Regions from separate parts of the Camelus bactrianus genome. Here region 1 is linked to region 2. The links are chromatin contacts, called in public Hi-C maps. All regions are on one chromosome and are shown on one strand. Each heading gives the region's core, a stretch centred on a gene start, on an enhancer-like site or on the middle of the called end of the contact. The rest is flanking DNA. Distances are from core to core; before and after follow the strand shown.

Region 1 (5,847 bases), core at 3,061-5,560, 210 kb after region 2:
GCTTTCACCACCAGTGGCTGCCAGCACTCATCTTCTGGCCCTGTCTGCACACTCTGTCCACTCTGGCCATGATGAAGTCCTTTTAATTCTCTGAAGGGTTGCATTCTCACTCCTCTAGGCCTCTGCGCAGCTGCTTCGCCTGCTGGAATTCCCTTCTCCCCCTTCTTCCTGGCTAACTCCTACTCAGCCTTTTCCGACTCTGCCTTCCAATATAATAGAGGCTTCTCTGTGCTCTCATGGCCCCTAAAATCAACCCTAGCAACATCTCTCACACTGTGGGCCTAAGCTGTGGATTCTCCCAGGGTTGGGACCATCTGGTTTATCTCTCTGGTTTCAGCCTGGCCTGGGGCTTGACAGAGAGCTGGGGACTCATTGGCCACTTGCCCAATAAAAACAGAACTGAATTAATATAAGGACCCTTTAGCCCTGGCAATCCTATGGAGCCAAGGCCCTTCCCCAGCTCCCTGTGGTGCTTGGGGACAGTGGCCCCTGGGGCACGTACCTTGCAAATGTACTCAGTGCTGGTGGGGCAGTGCAGGGCCCGGTAGGTCCGGCTGCCCTCCTCAGGCTCCAGAAGAACATAGGGTCCAAGCCTAGAGGCAGCAGTCACAGCAGGGGCACAGACTGGAGCACGGGGTGGGCTCGGGGGCAGGGGGCAGGGCGGCAGCCTGGGCTGGGGCCCACTTAGGGCTTGCTTCCGGGTGGGACGCTCAGTGTCTAGGTCATCATCCGAGTCCAGCTGCTTCTTCCGGGAGGGGACACCCTTAGGAACAGCCAGAGGGGTGGCTCGCATCTAGAAAGAAGGGGAGAGAGGCACTAAAGTCAAGCTGCTTGGTGACCCCTCTCTTCCTCTGCTGGTGGGAAGATACACTGCACAGCCTTTATGAAGGGTGAGTTCGTGGTGTGCATTGAATGGACAAACACACATACCCTTGACTGGGTTTCCCATTTCAACTAAAATGCTCGTCAAAAAATTAAATACGTGAAAGGCTGTTTATCAAAGCCTTCTGTCTAACAGTAAAAAGCAGGAAATACCCCCAAATGTCCAGCAGTAAGAGGCTGCTTAAAACACCATGGTAGAGGGGGGAGGGTATATAGCTCAGTGGTAGAGTGTGTACTTAGCATGCACGAGGTCCTGGGTTCAATCCCCAGTGCCTCCGTTAAAATAAATAAATAAACCTAATTACCCCCCCCAAAAAAGACAAAACAAAACAAACAAAAAAACCTATCACAGTGAGCCACACAGTGGAATACTATGCATCTCTGAAAAAAGACCAGGAAACTCTCTACGTACTGATGCAATGATGTAGATTACAAGGTTATCCCTGCAGCCCGTATGATAGAAACAGTTGAAGGTCCATCATGAGTGAACTGGTTAGATACACTCTATTTCATCTATACATAGAACAGTTGTAGCCATTTGAAAGATTAAAAGAGAAAATTCTTTATGTGCTAATTGGAAAGATCTCCAGAGTGAACTGTTAAATGACCAAAAAAAAAAGTAAAGTGCAGAAAGGGACTTGATGATTGGTGAGAGGGAGGAGGAGTGATTTTGCACTATATCTGCTGAGTGCTGTAGTATCAGCAGCTATTACCTATGAAAAAAGAAATACACTTTATCTGTTTTGAAATACTCAATACATGAATGTAGAATCTTTATTTTAAATTATTGAAATTGAAAATTCCCTTGCCTCCCTGCCAAATGCCTACCTTCTTGGAGTGTCCCAGGAGGCCAGAAGCTACTGTGGACAATTTAGTCTGGGTCCTTCCAGACCTCTTCCTGTGCACTTACACACCTATAGATACAGACGTGGAGATAACATCATATTACACGTTGGTGGGGTTTTTTACATAAAAGAGATCATCTTGGGTATATTGTTCAGTAGCTTGCTTTGTTCACTTGACAGTACATATATTCATTCCAGAACATACATTTGTGTGTACATTCAATATACACTTCATTCACTCATCATCCTTCATCATCCGTACTCCTCTCCCTCCTTCCCTCCCTTTCATAGGTCTCTCTGGGACCCATCTGCCCACCCATCCAGGCTCCAGATGAGGGACAAGGAGGCTCAGGTATGAGGTGTTAAGAGGGAGACAGACTTCAGCATAATTAAAGAACTTCCTGACAGTCCCTGGCAGGATTAAGGGGAAATATCACTCAGAATCAGTTCTCAGACTAAGGCCCACCTCCCCAATCACGCTGCTTTCAAATGCATGGGCTGCCTTAGGAGGGAGGGAGCCCCCACTGAGAGTGAAAGGCCATAGCCCCATCTTGGTAAGAATGCAGTAGAGGGGGGCTGTAGTCAGATATTCCCGGGATCTAATCCTGGCTCAGACCTTCCTGGCTGGATAGTCCTAGGCAAGTTCTTCAAAATTCCTGAGCCTCAATTCCCTCATCTGTAAATGATGCAAAGCCCATAGGATTTTTTGGGATAATGAAATTAAAATACAAATGAAGTAACATGGCCCTGTTGCAGGGTAGGTGTCAGGAAATAGTCACTGCTGTTGGTCCGTTACTCCTCCTCCTCCTCCTCTTTCTTCTTCTTCTACACAGCTGAAGTCTCAGAAACCTCCCAGGGATGAAGCTAGGATGATACTCCTTACCGCACTGGCTGTTCTGAGAGTACAGCAAGACGATCCCTGGCTGTATGGGTGCTTTGTACCCTGCAAAGTCCCGAGACTCGCTGGACCACATGGCCACATCAGCACCCCAGGATGCTTTGGCCCTATCCAGAGCTCAGAGTCTGGTGGGGCCTGGGATAAGCTCCACTGGACGGATGGGGTAATGGAGTCTATAGATTAGCAAGGGAATTTGCAGGCCACACTGCAGAACTAGTCACTGTGGTAGGATGGAGGCAGCCCCTAATATCCGTTCCCCGACACTCCCCGAGGAATAAGGGCGGGTCATACCAAACACACCTACTCTCACAACCCAGGGCAGACAGGTGTACACACACCCCTCAGATACACTCTGTCCAAGATAGCCAGCCAAGGCACACAGGCAGGGCAGAGAGGGGCACACATATTATTAAGCGACACACACCTCTGCCTTCCGCTAGCAAGCGTGCACGCACACGCACACACACACAGAGCTCTCCCAACGGTTATACTCAGAACTGCAGGACGGATAGCAACAAAGCCACACGCTACGTCTGACCCCGCAACCCGCAACCGCGAAGGCAGTGGGCGGCCCCGCCCCGCCCTCAGTAACAGCAAGACAGCTTCTCCCGTGGGCGCGGAATCCCCGGGCAGAAGGTTTAGTGGAAACATAGGGAAGGCGGGGGCGAGGGGCGGGTACTGGGAAGGGGCTGACCTGGGACCTCGGCCCCACACCCCAGAGTCAGCAGGTACCACGCACATAGTCTGCAGGAACAGAAGATGCGAGCCCCCTATAGCGTGGGAACCGGTGGCCGACGGGCCCAGCATACACCTGCCAGCGGCCTCGCTCCGGCTTCCCAGCTGCCCCTGACCCCGCACCTGCCGGGCCCGCGGGCACCCAGCCTGTCCCTGCCGCGTCCCCGCACGGCCAGCACCTGCCGCCCGGTGCCCAGTCCTCCGCACAGCTCGCACGGTACCCGGAGACATAGCTCCATCCGGACCCCAGTGATCCACGCAGGTCCCCGAAGATCCGCACAGACAAAGCCCCAAGCCCTCAGTTCCCCCTCAGACCTCCCCGCACCCAGCTAAACTACTCCCCGGCCCGCCCCACACTCACACCAACGCGGACACCGCACACCCTGTCCAGGCAGTCCCCGCTTCCTCTGCCCCAGGGACACGCTGCTACGCCCCGCTGGTGGGCACCCTCGCGCCCGCCAGAGTCGGCCACACTCGGCTACCCCATGCCCTGCCTGGCCGCGTCACCTGGACACGTCGGGAGGGAACACTCAACCCAGGTCGCTCCCCAGACGGCGAGTTTTGTTAAAAGGGGTGTGTGTGTGAGAGAGAGAGAGAGGGGGGTGGCGGGGTGGGGGGGTGGGGGAGAGAGATACGCAGCAACCACAGCCGCCCGGAGGCTCCCGGCCGCCCTGCCGCCTCCCGCCCCCGCCGGATACCTTGCCCCGCGCACGGCGGGCTCCTGACGCCGCCCGAGTTCAGAGTCGCTGGTCACCCTCAGGTGGCCCGGGCCGCTCCGCCGCGGCTGAACGCGGCTCCGGGGGTAGCTCTGGCCCAGGATCCCAGCAGCCGGACGCGCGCGGAGCCGTCGCCGCTTCCGCCACGAGTGTCTCGGGAATGCCGGGCGCCGGGCTCCAGCTCCGGCCCGGGTGATGTAAACGTGAGCTAATCAGCCGCCGCCTGATGCCCTCAGGCCGGGGATTGCACCATCCCTGCGCCCCGCCCCTCGGGGTCACCGCCCGAGCGCGCCCCGCCCCTCCTGTGCGGTCCGCGCGCTGCTCCGGCACCCCTTGCCTCACCCGCCCTCTAGGTGTGTCTGGTCCCCCTCCCGCCTCGCGCCCGAAGATTGAATGCAGACACAAGCCACTGGCTTTCACTATCACCTTAGAAAAAGCATTTTGCTTTTCTGAGCCTCAGTTTTCCCATCTGTGAAACAGAAGAACGTTAATTCTTTCTCAGGAGGGCGCTAGGGAGAAAAAGCGAACCGTGACAGTTTCCTGGGTGCTTCCCCGTTTATAAAGCACTTTCTCCTACTATTACTTTATTAAACCTTTAGGAGAACCCTGGGCAGGCAGGAAGCTCCATTCTGCCTATTGTACAAAGGGGCAGCCCGAGGCCCAGCTGTGGGAAAGTAACCAGGAGCTTTTCAAAGACCACAGACCTAGGAGATGACTCTGGGCTCAATAGAACCATTGTGGTGCCCTGGGGAGGCCTGGGGTCTGGTGGGCTTCACAGCATTCATTAGATAGAGGCAGTGCAGCCTGGTAGTTAAGAGCAATCACCTAGGAACCAGCCTACCTAAAAGTGCCCTGACCCTAACTCTGCCCAGACCCACAGTGTCCAGACCCACTGTGCTACTTCAGGAAATAAATTAAATAAGCTAACACACCTTAAATACTTAGGACTGTGTGGCACATCATAGATACTCAGTAAATAGAGTGGAAAAAATGGAGGCTCAGAGAGCGACTGTAACACGACTTGCGGCCCCAGGCCTGGGAGGCCCTGGTGAAACATCCCTGTGCAGTCCCAGGGGTCCAATCCCTTTTAGGCCTTGGTGTTTGAATTCACCAGTGTCAAAAAATAACTCCTCCAGGCAGAGGTTGATGGGAGGGAGGTGGTGTCACCTTTGTTTCCCCGGTTGCAGAACCTCAGGGACTAGATCACCTGCATCTCAGAGCCTTCAGGGCACACCAGGGGATTCTAGGATCTTATTTAACCCTGGAGACTTCCCTTCTGGGGAGGGATGAATGAACTCATTTACTACACCAGGACCTAGATAGACTGTAAGGGGCAAGGAAAGTCAGGGATGCTGTTTTCTCAGCACCGCTCTGAAGCCAGACTGTGCTGGGTTTGCTCATACATTCCTAACTTTGTTCCATGCTGTGTCAGACCCTGTTCTAAATGCTGGGTACTCCGCGGTTACAAGAGTGACTCATTCTGGCCCTCATGGACTTTATGAATCAGTGGAAAGACAAACCATTATCAAGAAAATAAAATCAAAAAAAAAAAAAAAAAGAAACTCAGAGGGACAGTAGAGCTCAGTGGTAGAGCACATGCTTAGCATGCATGACGTCCTGGGTTTGATTCCCAGTACCTCCGTCAAATAAATAAATAAATAAACCTAATAACGCCCCCCCAAAAAAAAACAAAAAAAATTTTTTTAAAGAAAAGAAAATCAATAAGCCAGGATCATTTAAAACAGATTATAAGTGTCATGTATTTTCTTTT
Region 2 (5,537 bases), core at 1,356-3,855:
TCACCTCCTACAGCAAAGGAGACCTTCCAAAGATGGTCACAACAATATCTCCCTTGTGGGAACACGCTCTTCTAGAACCTTGCTACTCCTGTCAAGAGATGGAGTCTCTGTCCCTTCCCTTGGTCACTATGGGGGCTTGTGACCACTCCCACAAATAGAACGAACACAACAGAAATGATGCTATATGACTTCCAAAACTAGACTGGAAAAGGCCATGAAGCTTCTACCATGTTCTCTTGGGACACTCATTCTTGGAAGCCAGCCACCATGCTATGCGGAAGCCGAGGCAACGTGGAGGTGTTCTGGCTGACAGGCAGCATGGTCCACTGGATGGACATGAAGGTGAAGTCACCAGATGATTCCAGCCCCAGCCATCAAGTCACCCCCAGCTGTTGAGTTACCTCCCAGCTGATGGCCCAGACCCTACACAGAAGAGACAACCAGTCCGCACTCTGCTCTGTCTGAATTCTTGACCCACAGAATCTGTGAGGATCATAAAATGGTTGTCTCAGATCACTAAATTTTGGAGTGGTTTGTGTTACAGGGATAAATAGCTAGAACATCTCCCAAATAAAGTACCTGCACACAAGTCCTTGTCTCAGGATCCACTTCTGGGAGAATCTAAACTGAAACAAAAGGGGATTGTGTAAACCCCAGAATTTCTCCAGCCTCCAGTTCCAGGCTTAATGGAAGGTACCTCATCTCAGTCCCAACACGAGGCTTAAGTCTGCATCTCATTGGTTTAGGGACAGATGGGCCAATATAATTGCAACTGCTGACTGGGCAGGTCCTCTTCCCCCTCCGTCCTCCCCCTCCATGGGGTCTGCCCACCAACCACACAGGAAAACTAGGCTGCAGCACCAGGCCTTGCCAGCTGTTCCCCGTGCACATGACAACCAGGGTGAGAAGGAGAACCACGACAGCAGACGTGCCTGTCTTCGTCTAGGTCTGGGGCTGTGTCATCTACCTGCTTGTGCTCAAGCTGCTCTGTGGCTGGAATGTGCCTCCCACCTGCTTTGGATTCAGCACTTTCTATGTGCCAGAGACCTTTCTCAACACTTTATGTGTGTGTTTTTCTCATTTGCTCTCCCTGGCAATTGAGAGGAGAAACCAAGGCATAGAGAAGTTGAGTACCCCACCACATACACATACGCACACAAACAGAGGTCACACAGCTAGTAAATGGTGGAACCAGGATTTAAATCCATGCGATCCAAGTGATTTCAGAGCCTACACCCTAAACCAACACCTGTGCCTTCCCTCTTCCCTTCCAGGACCAAGCCATTCTTTCAATATGAATACCTGCCCTCCAGGGAGCCTCTCCTGGTTCTCTCAGTCAAAGACTCTCTCCTTCAGCACTGTGGGTGTTCGTGATGAAACAGTAGTCTTCCTTGGGTATCGCTATTGGAAGCACTGATACCCCCAGCTCCACTTTCCCTCTATCAGCCATTATCTCCGAGTGTCCTCTCAATCTCCCCACAACCATTTTACAGAAGAAAAGGTTAAGACTCAGAGAGGTTAAGCAACTTGCTTGAGACCACACAGCTAGGGAGTAGCCAGGTGGGATCTGAACCCAGGCAAATCTGTGCCAAATCCCTAATGTTGCCATAGATGCTGATAAACACCTGGGATCTAAACCCGAGCCTCTGCCTACCTCCCTCTGGCCCCAGAGGACACTGGGTGCTGAACCTAGGCTCAAGAGGGGATAGAGGGCTTTAAACAGGAGAGTGAGGACAGAGGTCCGCACGTTTGGACCTAAGTCATCACTACCACCTTTTGCAGCTGCAGTGTCCACATCTGTAAACAGGTGTCGGTGGCTAAGTGGCCTGGGACTCTGAGCTCAGATAACCTGAGTTTCATCGTCTGCCTTACCTCGGAGAAGCGCTTCAGCGACCACACCTGCTGTGAGGATGCAACGAGATAGTGACTATAGAACTTTAGGGCAGTGCCTACACATAGTCAGCAGGATCCCAGAAGGCTCCCTGTGACAGTTACTTTTGCTTACCCAAGGAGACCAGCGGTGGGTAGAGAGCGCACTCTGGAACCTGACTACCTAGATTTGAACCCTGGTTAAGGCACCTTACTACCTCAGTGACCTTGGGCAAATCACCTAAACCTGGCTCTGCCTCAGTTTCCTCGTCTGTAAAATGGGAATAATCATCACATCAGCTCATAGGGTTGTTTTGAGGCTCAAATAAGTTGACGTACGTGCAAAATGTTTAGAACAGTGCCTGACACAGCACCAGATTCGTCAGATTCGTAATATTACTGTTGTTGGTACTATCACCTCCACGGCTATTACTTCTAAGGCTCCAAAGTCCGAGCGGCCAAGCGGGGCAGGTTTTGCCGACTCACCCTCACTAAGCAGCTCCGGCCCTTTCCCCCTCGCGTCCCCGCCTCCCGCGGGCCTGAGTCACCCCGGACTGTGCGTCACTCGAGCCCCTCCCGTCCCACAACCTGCAGACTCACCCTGAGTCAGCCCGCCCGGGCTCTTCCACTCCCGGGACACCGCACGGCGGAGGGGAGGCGGCGAGGCGCCCCCCGGCGGAGAACCGGAGCCTCTCGCGTGTCGCTCAGCGCCGGGAGAGCGGAGCCGAAGTCCAGCGGGGGCGCGCGGGAATGGGCCGGACCATGCGGGGCGGGGGGAGAGAGGCGCTCTGCCGGGCCCCCCACCGCTCGCGCGGAATGGTACGGCCCGGCCGAGATTAAAGTCCGCGGGGAGGCGGCCTGTCCCGCGGCTGCAGCGGCGGTGACGGCGCGATGGGGCTGCGCGCGGGAGGAGCGCTGGGCAGGGCCGGGGCCGGGGCCGGGGAGGGCCGGGGGGTGCCCGAGGGATCCGGGCCAAGCGGCGGCGCGCAGGGCGGCAGCATCCACTCTGGCTGCATCGCCGCGGTGCACAACGTGCCGCTGAGTGTGATCATCCGGCCGCTGCCGTCTGTGCTGGACCCGGCCAAGGTGCAGAGCCTCGTGGACACGATCCGGGTGAGGCCCCGGGGAAGCCGGCCGCAGGGGGGGGGGCTTCGGAGGAGGGAGGTCACGCTGGACGCGAGACAGGACTGGTTCCACTCTCTGCCAGAACTCAGCATTTGCTGTGTGACCTTGAGCAAGTAGCTGGGCCTCTCTGGGCCTCTCTTTCCTCATTGAGCAAGGAGATTGGAGGAGATAACTAAAATAACGATCTCTGACTACTATAAAGATAGCACTTGAAGTGAGTGGCCTAAGAGCTGTTTTAAGTGCCTTATCTTCTTCATGCCAACCCAATGAGGTACACACTACCACTGTTCCTCTTCTACAGATGAGGCACTGTGGCAAGAGAGGATTCAAGCAACTTGTCCAAGGTTAGGCATTTTAGAAAGTGGCACCGCCTGGCCCCAGTGCCCAGCTGCATGGCCACCACATTATCCAGAGATAAGCTGTGCAGTCGCTCCTGGCTGTGGCAGCGGGACTGGGAGTGTCATGTCTGCTAGGAGTGCCTTGTTTGACCCGGAACTGGGCGTGGACAGGTCAGCCACATCACAGAGGGGTGCTCAAGAAAGTTTGAGTGATCCTGGCAGGATCTTGAGGGGAGGGAGGGGACATATGTGTCAGGTGGGGCCTGCCCAGCATCATGTCTGCCTCCCCAAGACCCTTGGAAGGTGACCATGTGAGACCTCGAGGCCCCACCAAAGACCTCTCCTGTTTACCCTACCTTCCCCCCAACCCAAGTGTCATTCTGTCCTAGAGTTTGCATTGCTGTTCACACTCCCTGGAACTGCTTCCCAAAGAGCCCCAGGGCCTGCTCCCTCGCTTGGGTCGGGTGTCCACCTCCCTGTCAGTCCTCCCCTCTGTAGCTTGCCCCTTAACCTCAGGTGTTTCTCCTTAAAGCACTTATGTCCACCAGAGTCATAGTATACATTTGTTTGTTTGTGTTTTATCGTCTGTCCTCCCCACCTCATGTGAACTCCACAGAAGCAGGGACTTTATCCTGTCTTGGCTGTTTCCATAACACGAGCAAGGTGCCTGGCTGTTTGTGCTGGACCTGGCTGTGCATGCTCTTTCTCGCCCCTGGGCCTTTGCACAGGCTTTTCCCCCTGCCCAAAAAACTCTTTCGTCTCTTCTTTACTGTTTCTAATGCTTTCTTGATCTTCCTGTCTCAGTGTCAGTGTCTTCCCTGACAGCCCTTACTGGGTTAGGGGCCTCCTGGGGGCCCTCAGCCACCTGCATGCCCACCAGCACAGCTCTGATCCCACTGGGTTGTAATGGCCTCAGACACCTGTCTTCCCCGCCAGAACCATATGCTCTGTGAGGGCACGAACCAAGACTATCTTTGTTTACCATATGTATTCGATTTCTATGGCGACTATAACAAATTACCAGAAACTTGGTGGCTTAAAACAAAGACAGATTTTATTATTTTATAGTTCTATGGTTCAGAAGTCCAAAATGGGTCTCACTGGACTACAATCAAGATATCAGCAGGGCTGCATGGTTTTCTGGAGTCTCTAGGGGAGAATCCTTTCCCAGCTTCTAAAGGCCACCCACGTTTTTTGGCTTCTGGCCTCTTTCCTCCATCTTCAAAGCCAGCAACATCAGACCTCCTCTGATTCCTCTCTCTTCCACGTTTAAGGTCCCTGGTGATTACATTTGGCCCATCTGGATAACCCAGGATAATCTCCCCATCTCAAGAGCCTTAACTGCGTCTACAAAGTCCCTCTTCCATGTAAGGAGAATACTCACAGGCTCCAGGGATTAGGAGTTGGACATCTTTGGGGGCCATTATGCTGCCCACCTGCCAGCAGGCCCCTGGGTGCCCAGCACAAGGCCCACCTGGCAGTTGCCCCTCGTTCCCACTCCACTGCCAGGCAGCCTGTGCTCCGAGCCTCACAGGCATCAGCTCCCTGACTTCAGCAGCAGCCCTATAGGGTGTCCATTCCCACTTTACAGATGAGGAACAATGCTCAGTGCTGAGACCACTTGCCTAGCCTCCCCCTCCCCCCCCACCCCCCACCGCTCTTTGGAGGAGCTGAGACTCAAACTTGGGTTTGCCTGGTTCAAGAGCCCAGCTCATGGGCCATACTGCTTAATAATCATCTCTGGGATAAATAGGTAAATGGATCCATCAAAGCAGCCTAAGAAGAGACCACCCATGGGCCAAGGGCAGGAGGCAGCTCACACTTCATTTGGTCTCCCCAGCAGGCCCTGCCCCCATCCCCATCCCACCCCACGCCAGGCTTTCTACACGTAGAGGATCACCATTCTCCATCTGGTGGCTTAGGCCCCGGGCAGGGAGTCAACTTAGACTCCTCCTCCCTTCTCTCACATTCATCCCTCCCGTCGAATCTGCCCCCTAAAATTGTCCCAAACCTGCCTACCTCTCCCTGTCCCTGCTGCACCCTCACCCAGGCCAGCATCTTTGGCTGAATACCTGCTGAGGCCTCTGTCCTCCCTGATCTCGCCGCTGTCCACTCCACTAAGCCTGCTCTCCCATGACAGCTTTCTAGGCTGTTCCTCAGATCATGTCACCTTCCCCTGTTTAAAACGCTCCAGGACCTAAGAGG

Evidence for each region. A called contact is a pair of places that touch in the nucleus more often than the background predicts.
Region 1: a contact with region 2 is called in a Hi-C map of blood, with 4 times the contacts expected there. The contact joins the promoter of TRIB3 here to the promoter of SRXN1 in region 2. A contact is called at or near these places in 2 of 2 Hi-C or Micro-C datasets (blood and liver).

What each region holds. Positions count from the first base shown.
Region 1 is chr19:9,728,009-9,733,855 of ASM4877302v1, forward strand. It overlaps TRIB3 (tribbles pseudokinase 3), which reads right to left and starts at 4,311. Exons shown (of 5, transcript XM_045521077.2): 1 at 4,059-4,311; 2 at 1,711-1,796; 3 at 503-793. The coding sequence starts at 793.
Region 2 is chr19:9,522,535-9,528,071 of ASM4877302v1, forward strand. SRXN1 (sulfiredoxin 1) reads left to right here and starts at 2,606. Exons shown (of 2, transcript XM_074347076.1): 1 at 2,606-2,982. The coding sequence starts at 2,761. It overlaps LOC105073604 (a long non-coding RNA gene), which reads right to left and starts at 2,607. Exons shown (of 5, transcript XR_012500584.1): 1 at 2,470-2,607.